2 separate regions of the Sus scrofa genome follow, and region 1 is linked to region 2. The links are chromatin contacts, called in public Hi-C maps. All regions are on one chromosome and are shown on one strand. Each heading gives the region's core, a stretch centred on a gene start, on an enhancer-like site or on the middle of the called end of the contact. The rest is flanking DNA. Distances are from core to core; before and after follow the strand shown.

What was found. A called contact is a pair of places that touch in the nucleus more often than the background predicts.
Region 1: a contact with region 2 is called in a Hi-C map of fetal liver, with 2.0 times the contacts expected there. The contact joins the enhancer-like site here to the promoter of IKZF1 in region 2. A contact is called at or near these places in 1 of 5 promoter capture datasets (fetal liver), 8 of 47 Hi-C or Micro-C datasets (alveolar macrophages, blood, fetal liver and 1 more) and 1 of 2 datasets of contacts at active chromatin or transcription factors (alveolar macrophages).

Annotation. Positions count from the first base shown.
Region 1 is chr9:136,420,558-136,424,718 of Sscrofa11.1, forward strand. All of the region lies in intron 3 of IKZF1 (DNA-binding protein Ikaros), which reads left to right. Among named protein-coding and RNA genes, the nearest start is that of IKZF1, 50 kb to the left of the region's middle. Within about 2 kb of position 1,829, at least 11 of the 83 cell types and tissues checked have an H3K27ac peak or open chromatin away from gene starts, as enhancers often do. A contact at or near this core is called in alveolar macrophages and fetal liver, where this site is marked.
Region 2 is chr9:136,369,593-136,373,669 of Sscrofa11.1, forward strand. IKZF1 (DNA-binding protein Ikaros) reads left to right here and starts at 2,610. Exons shown (of 9, transcript XM_021063913.1): 1 at 2,610-2,675.

The sequences.
Region 1 (4,161 bases), core at 579-3,078, 50 kb after region 2:
GGAGAGGGAGGCGGGCAGAGGGCGCATGCATTTGAAGACCTGCGCCTGGGAGGCTGCTTTCCATCCGAGTTGGAGGCCGTGGAGGCCGGAGGGCGGTCCCCGGAGCCCGTCGCCCCTTGGTCCGGAGCTGTGGAGACGCTAGATAAGGGGTTCTTCTAAGCACGTCCAAGCTCCTCCGGTGGGGATGTTCGGACGCCGAGCCCAGGCCGGGTTATCTCCACCAGCAGAGCGCGCCGCCAGCGGGTTCCTTTGCACTTGCTTGCTCCTTCGTCCCTCGATCTCCTGCTTCTCCCTCTCTGCCTGGTCTGCGTTTTCGAACGGCGCTTAGAGGTCCCACAGCGCCGCCCGAGCAGACCGCCGCCCTCGGTCCCTCTGGGTCCGCTTTGAGGTCTCTGCTCTAAAGTCAGCGCCGTGATTATGATGCAAGGAAATTCCGCATGTTTTCACGCTGGCTTTTTACGTACAGGGGAAGAATCACGGGTGGTTTCGTAGACTCACTGGGAGTTTCTGGGTCTCAGACCCTTCAGGGCAGATGTGCCCGCGCCCTCGGCCTGCATCCTCCAGCCCCGGGTGCTGGGCGGGCCTGAGACTCTCTCTCCAGGGCTAAGAACTAGGAGATTGCTCTCTTGACAGGTTTGACTTAGTGCACAAAAGGGTGTGAGCGTCTGTGAGAGTGTGAGCGTGTGTGTGTATGAGCACGTGCGTCTGTACCTGTGTGTGACTGTGTCTGAGTGTGTGTGAGTATATGCGTGTATGGGGGTGTATGTGTGTGTGGGGGGGGTGTGTTTTGTGGATCCGTGTGTATGTATGTCTGTGTATGTCTGTGTGTACGTATACGTGTGTATGTGTATGAGTCTGTTCATGTATGTGTATGGGTGTGTGTCTGGATATTTGGGTCTGGATGTGTGTGAGTGTGTGTGTAAGTATGCGAGTGTGTTGTGTGTGTGTTCATGTGAGTTTGGGGGTTTTGTGTGGCTGTATGTGTGTTTGGGGATGTGTATCTATGTGTTTGGGGGGTATGTCCATGTGTATCTATGTGTGTTTGGGGGTGTGTTTGTGTATGTTTGGCGGTATATGTGTGTCTGTGTGTGTGTCTTGTGTGTGTGTGTGTGTGTGTATGTTTAGGGGGTGTGTCTGTGTGTGTGTGTTTGAAGGTGTCTCTGTGTGTTTGGGGGCGTCTGTGCATGTGTCTGTGTGTATTCGGGGGGTGTCTCTTTGTATGTCTCTGTGTGTGTTTTGGGGGGGTGTCTGTGTGTGTGTGTCTGTATCTGTGGGGGGGCTGTGTGTGTGTCTGTGTATCTGTGTGTGTGTGTTTGGGGTGAGTCTGTGGGGGTGCTATGTGTCTGTGTGTCTGTGTTTGGTGTTTGTGTGTGTGTGTGTGTGTGTTTGGAGTGTGTCTCTGTGTGTGTGTGTATGTGGGCCGTATGTCTGTGCGTTTGGTGTGTGTGAGGGTGTGTGTGTGTGTGTGTGTGTGTTTGGGATGTGTCTCCATGTGTATGTGGGCCATGTGTCTGTGTGTGTGTATTTTGTGGGGGGGGTAGGGATGTGTGTGTGTGTTTGGGGTGTGTGTGTCTGTGTGTCTGGGGGGGGGGTGAGGGCACACACTGCTGGCCGCCCCACCTGCCATTCCTGGTCCTGGCTTCCCCACTGTCACTTCTCCACACATCTCTGCGTTTCGGTTGGGCCGCTGTCCCCGGGCTTCCTCTTTCCCTGATTCCTATATTTCATTATTCGCCCTTGTTCCTCTTCGAGGGCTTTTACAATACAGGCAGGAGGATGTGGAAACTCAGTTAAAATACGACACACAGCTCAGTGTCACAACCCTGCCGTCGTGCCTGCCTCTGGAGGCCAGGCCGTGCGGCGGGTCCCGGGGGCAAGGGCAGAAGCGCTGGGGCGGCGCGGATGCTCGTCGTGTGCAGCCGGTGGGGGGGGCCCGGGGCCAGCACCGGCCCAGGCAGAGGCCGTGGCTGCCTTTCTGCTGCGGGAGCCTGTTGATCCTCCGCCCCTGGCCCCCGCTGGCTCCCAGCTTCCCTGTCTCCACCCGGGGGCCCTGAGCAGGGACCTCTACGACGCCCTGTGGCCCCGGCGCCTCCTCGCAGCTCTTGGAAGCCTCTAGAACCCGGGTCCATCCCTCTCTCTGACCACCCACCACGCATGCGCCCACGTGTCCCTGGGAATCCATCTCCCTGCCTCTCGTCCTGCACACCGTCCCCGGGAGGCCCAGCTCCGCTCCCTCCCCCTCCGGCTCCCACAGGGACCCCCTGTGCTGGCCCTGGGCAGGGGCTCCCCCGCCCTCCTGAGACCGCACCCCCTCCCTCGGGCTTTGCACCCACACCCTCAAGGCCCCAAGCGCAGAGCCGAGGCTCACCCAGGGCCCAGTGCACAGACACAATCACTGCTCGCCCCGGGGGTTTGAGGCCGGGTGCACCTGCCAAGACCCCCAGGAGGAGGCTTCAGCAGTTCCCAGCGTGGTAGCCCTCCGGCCTCCGGCCTGTGTTTTACTCAGCTTTCCCACCAGAAGGGCATCTGCGGAGGCCAACGGGCAGACCCGGCTGAGCCATGCAAAGTGCACATCTGGGGAGAGAGCGGGGGTCCAGAGCTGGCCCCTCCCCATCCAGTGGGTGACCTTGGGCAGGTCGGGCGGCCCCTGTCTGAGCCCTGTGTGTCTCTCTTTAAAGAGTCCCACAGAGAGGGGAGGGGCGGTTGGGACCCAGCAGCCTTGCCCTGGATGGGCCGTGCCTGGTGTGGCTTTTGGGTTTTCAGTGGGAAGAACGCATGACCCAGATGGGTCCTTTTCACGTTTCTCAGTAAACAGTGTTGAATCACAAAGCCGGGACAGGGGACAGAGGGGAGGAGGAACCTTCCTTATTTCCAAGAACTGTTGCCTAAGGGAAGGACAGGGCTCTTTCTGGACCCGGCTCCTAGGAAACAGATGAGATCTACTAGGAAAACTGACGTTTCAGGTTCTTCCCAAGAGACATGAGACGGTGACCAAGTGCCAGGAACCCGGCCTGCTGAGTGATGAGGTGTCCCCGAGCGGGCTGCGGGCGTCTGTGCCCCTCACCTCCAAGGGTCTGGAGCCTCAGGCCGGTGTCCCATCAGAGGAGACCCAGGCCCAAGGCTGGGTGACTCTCTCGGGGCCAGAGCATCTCAGAGGCAGAGGGAGGCCAGGCAGGACTTCCTTTTCCAAACCCACCTCCAGGCCCTGGACCCGTGCTCAGAGTAACGTTCCAGATCTTTCTGTGAAGGCTGATGGGCTAACACACCTGGCGTTTGTAGGGTCAGGAAATCAGGAGGGGGGAGGCCGGGGGGAGAGAAGAAAGGAAGGGGACAACTTCGAAGAGCTCCTAAAGCGAAGACCTCGAAAAGGCAGGGTATTCACGCTTACTTGACCCAGCTTCCTGAAAAGCTTATACCAGATGCTCTCTGACACACACACACACAGGTGTGTAGACACACACACCCACACTCGCACACATGCCCGTGGGCTCTCGTGCACAGGCCAGGCGCCCCGCATCCCCTGAGGGTCAGTCCTGGCCGCCCTCGCGGCCCCAGCCCTGTCCCCTGGCAGATGCCCATGTCGTTACAGACCCGAGGCGGCTCCTACTTTCTGCCCCTTCCTCTCACATCCGGTCCCCCTGCCCCCTCCCCCCAGCCCAGCTCCTGCCCGCCCGAAGGCTTGGGGTGGAGGGCGGGAGGGGTGGGAGAAGCAGGGTGAAGCCTCGTGTCCACCCTGGGCCGTCGGAGGGCGCATCCCCCAGGAGTCAGCGCGGGAGCCTCCCCTTGAGGCTGGGCGGTGGCTCTGCGCTCGCTCCAGCCTCTTCCAGGCCCTCCTGCTCCCTGCTGAGTCACCTCTTGCCTGGGATTCTGGCGGGACCCCTCGGAGCTTCTGGAAGGGCGGGGTGGCGGGGCGCGCCCTGTGTGTCCCGAGGGAGATTGCTTTATCTCTGGCTGTCCTGAAGTGGGGCCGGCTCCTGGGATCTGTGGGGCTTGACGTGGTGCCAGGTGTGGGGACAGGACAAATGGCCTGGGGGGTCTCGAGGTCCCAGGGGAGCCCCCTTTGCCTCCCCGCCCCCTTTTCCATGGGGAGCAGCCTGCCTTGCCTCCTCCAGGTGTCACAGGTGCACAGGGCCACCATGCCTGCTGCAGAGCCGGGCACAA
Region 2 (4,077 bases), core at 1,360-3,859:
TCATCCCAAAAGAAAAAAAAAGATTGGAATGAAGCAATTATTGTCAGAATACTCTAAGCGATTGTCAACACCCTAGCACTACGGAAACAGCTATGTACGCATTCTCCTAAAGACACCAAATGACTTGAGACCTATCATTTTTTGAAGGAGCACACCTGCTTTAATTTCCACAGGTATGTGTTCTCCTCCAATGTGCTTTAAAAAAATTATCATTTTAAACTTATTTTGTATTGAATGATTCTTTAAATTTCACAATGCTCCACCATTTTCAAAAGTTCCGCAGACATGGTTTCAAATAGTCTCATAATAATCCTGGTTTTTGTTACCTCTACCCTTATATAGATCCGCCAATGTGCATTTATTGTTGTTTCTAGTGGCTTCAGGTTCTTTCGATTTTTTTTTATGGCTGCACCCATGGCATATGGAAGTTCCCGGATTGAATCTGGGCCTCAGCTGCGACCTGCGTAGCTTCAGCAGCACCTTTAAGCCACTGCACCAGATCAGGGATCGAACCCTCACCTCCACAGCAACCTGAGTCTCTGCAGCCAGGTTCTTCACTCACTGTGCTACAGCAGGAACTTAAATAGCTTTAACTTCTGATAGAAGTGTCCCCTCTGGCCCCATAGAGTCTGTCCGCAGACCCAGGTTACAAAAGGAGTTCCTTCTGCCCCATCTGTTTGGAGCAGGACATGAGCCTACTTCTTCTCAGCTTGCTCCCCGTCTCAATAAGAGGCTGGGTTAATCATAGTGTGATTAATACTAAATAATAATCACTACTCACTGAGCCCTCTGCTCTGCTAGGCATACCGCAAGAGCTTCCACATGGGATCTACTTTATCCACCAACAATCGTGTAAGGTAACTTTTATCATTACCATCGATTTATAGATGGGGAAACTGAGGCATAGAGAGGTTAAGCATCTCGGAAATCAAGACCACACAGCCCAAATGGTTTGGGCTCCTGGCCTCATGCTCTTCTGCCCCAGGAGGCTTTGCCTTGGCTGGATGAGGTCGTCGGAGTCCTGGACTCACACTCCTGGGGCCCATGCACCACATTGAAAGAGCCAAGCCTTTGGGGCTGAGGGTGCGGCATTCTTCCAAGTATTCGAGGTGTGCTGTGACCCTGGCTGTCAGCCTCCCTTTGGGCCTTGTGCCCTGTGTTCACTGCCTCATTTAGCCTTGACCATCTTTAGGGTGAAGTGGCACTCACTCCTTTTGCAGATAAAGATGATGGGGGTTCAGAGAGGTTCCATAACGTGGCCCAGGTCACAGGTGAGGGAAGGACTGGGAGTTGAGTCCATGATGATCCTTTTACTAGACCTGCCTCCTCTGGGCTTTAAGCAGGGAGTTAAGTGGCGCCCACAGACTTTCAGGACGCATGGTAGCCACTGGCTTCAGTGGCCCAGGAAGAATTTGGCAGGTGCTGTTTGTAGCTCATGGAGCGGAGAAGAGACTTTTCCCAGGAATGGCAGAGGAGCAGCCTGTCGACGGGGTACTGGTCCTGCCACCAGTCTCCTCCTTAGGCCACAGCCTTTCCTGGCCACACCCAGCTGCCTGTCCCTTCTCCCCAGCAGACACTTCTCTCCCCTCGAAAGACCTGAACTGCCTCCCCCCTCGAGGTCCCCAGCGCCCTTCCTCACTCTTCCCAGCACAATCGGGTCTGTCCTGCTCAGAGGGGCGCGGAGGCATATGTCTGCGCCCTCCCTGCGCCTGGTGCAAGACTTGAAGAGCAAGGGCTTTGCCTCCTGCAACTCAGTCCCTCCTCTGTCGCCTGCGGGGGCTCAGGACGAATCTGTAGAATTCCTGACTCTTGCTCTTCTGCTCCTATTGAACACTGTCGCCGGCTCCTGCTCGGGTGGGGCCCGCTTAATCACAGTGATGGATTCCTGGCGGAGCGCGAAGAGGTGCGCTGTCAGAGGCCGCCCTGCCCTTTGAATTCATCCACAGCGCCTTCCACTCGCGCTTCGGGCCTCACGGAGGGAGAGGCTGAGGCGCAAAGAGCCTGGCGCGGGGCTGCAGGTTTGCCCGGCGTGCCGCCGCCGCCGCCCTTTCCACCCGCGTGCGCGCCTGGGCCGAGAGGGAAGGCGCGATCCCAACTTCTGCCGGAGCAGGTGGGAGGGAAGAGACGGGAGGTATTCCATTGGCTGTCTGGGAAGTGAACTGTACCTTCCCCTCACTTGCGGAGGATCAACTTTTCCCACCCCTCTCGGCTGGGCACTCGTAATCCGGGGTCTCAGCCAGGATCTGGGAGCCTGGTGGTCCCAGTTCGAAGGAAGCGAGGCCTGGAGGGCGGAGGACGTCCCTAGACGCTGGGGAAAGTGCTTCACAGGACCCTGAGTCCGCCCGACGGGTGCCCCGTCGAGCGGCCCGGGACACAGGGTTGAGGGTCCCCGGGAGTGCGCCGCCGTTCCGGCGGCCTCGCAAGCGTGGTCCGCGCCGGGCCGCCAAGGGTTAAGCGCAGGTCCCGCTGCGCGGTGGCAGATCCACCGCCCGGCCCGGGACGCCTGAGCGCCGGCCACCAGTGGCCGCGCGGAGCCGCGGGCGCGATGCGGCGCTGGAATGAGGAAGCGCGGCGGGGAGGGGAGGGCCGGGGCGCGCTGCGCGCGGGGGTGGCGGCGGCGCGCCCTGCGGGCCCGGCGCGGGGGAGCGGGCTGCAGCCGGCAGCGGCGCCAGCAGGTACGGCCCGCGCCCGCCGCCGTCCCGGGGGCCCGCGGGGGCCGGGGTCCAGCCCCGCGTGGCGGCAAAGTTTGTGCGCGCGGCCCCGGAGTTGCGGTCGGGACGCCGCGGCGCGAGCGGGCGACCGGCGGCGGGGGCGGCGCGCCTCGCTCTCCGTCCCTCTCCAAGCCCCGCTCCGAGTCCCCGCCCGGCCCCAGTCCCTGTCCAAGCCCCGCGCTGGTCCCGCCAGGCGCTGGGAGCGGCGAGCCCGCCGCGGGCTGGAGCGTGTGCGCCGGGCGACGCGGCGGCGGAGCAGGTGGCGCCGGGACCCGCGTGGCGCGCAGCCCCAAACTTTGCGCAGCGCGGGCGGCGGGCGCGCGCTCGGGTCCCCGGCGCTCGGGGCGGGCGGCCGCAGGTGGCGGAGCGCTGGCCGCGGGGGCGCGGCGCGGGGACCCAGGTGCGCGGCCCGTGGGCGGCGCTGTGCGCGCGGGACGGCCGCCGGCTGCGAGTGCGAAAGCGCCGGCTGGGCGCAGCGGGCGGGGGGTGGGGAGCGCGGCGGAGAAATGGGGAACAATGCGAGTGAGCAACTTCAGGAAGTCATTGTGAAAGAAAGCTGGGAAGAGCTGGGCGGCCGAGTTAGCCGGGCGCTCTAACAAGTGCCTGCGCGGCCCGCGCCCAGGGCGGCCACTGCGGCGAAGGTCCCTGGGTCCCGGCGGAGCGCAGCCGAGCCCGGGCCGGACGCTTGGCCGCGGCAAGGCGGCCGACCGGCGAGCCAGGCTCAGAGGGTGTTCTTCGCGCCCGAGGATCAATCTTGGACCCCCCTCAAAGTGCGAGGCACAAATCCACGTGAGTGTTTTCAAATTGAATTTCCATCGGAAAACTTGGATTCAAAGAAAGAGAGAGAAGGGGAAAGAAAGCAAAAGACGGGACGGTCCAATTTGTAACTCCTGATTTCGCTCGGATCAGCCTCTCCTTTCTGGGGACAGAGATAGCGTGGACTTGCCAAAGCCTGGGCCACGTCGCGCTGTGCCCACAGGTGCAGGACCAGGCCGGCCGCGGGGCACTTCTGAGCTGTCCGGCTGCCTCTGTGCAGAGGACGTTGTAGCTGTTGGTCCTGTTTAAATCGATATGCGCTTATATAGTGAGATCACGGAAGTCAGCCTTTGTAAAGTCATTCATACAGAGCTGGCTTGTCTTACTTTTGACGTGAGAGCGTTTTGCTTATACTGGAAAATAATTAGATCGAGTCCGAACTTGCTTTCTGCAAAATAGGAATTATCCCGGTTTGAGAAGTTGGTAGGACTTTTGCTGACCGCAGTTTTGGCTCTCAGGTTACGAAACCCCTCTGTGAAAAGGAGTGAGGTTACTTGCGACTGTATTTGAAATGTGTTTGAAAATTGGTCAAGGGTCTTTGGTGCTTCCC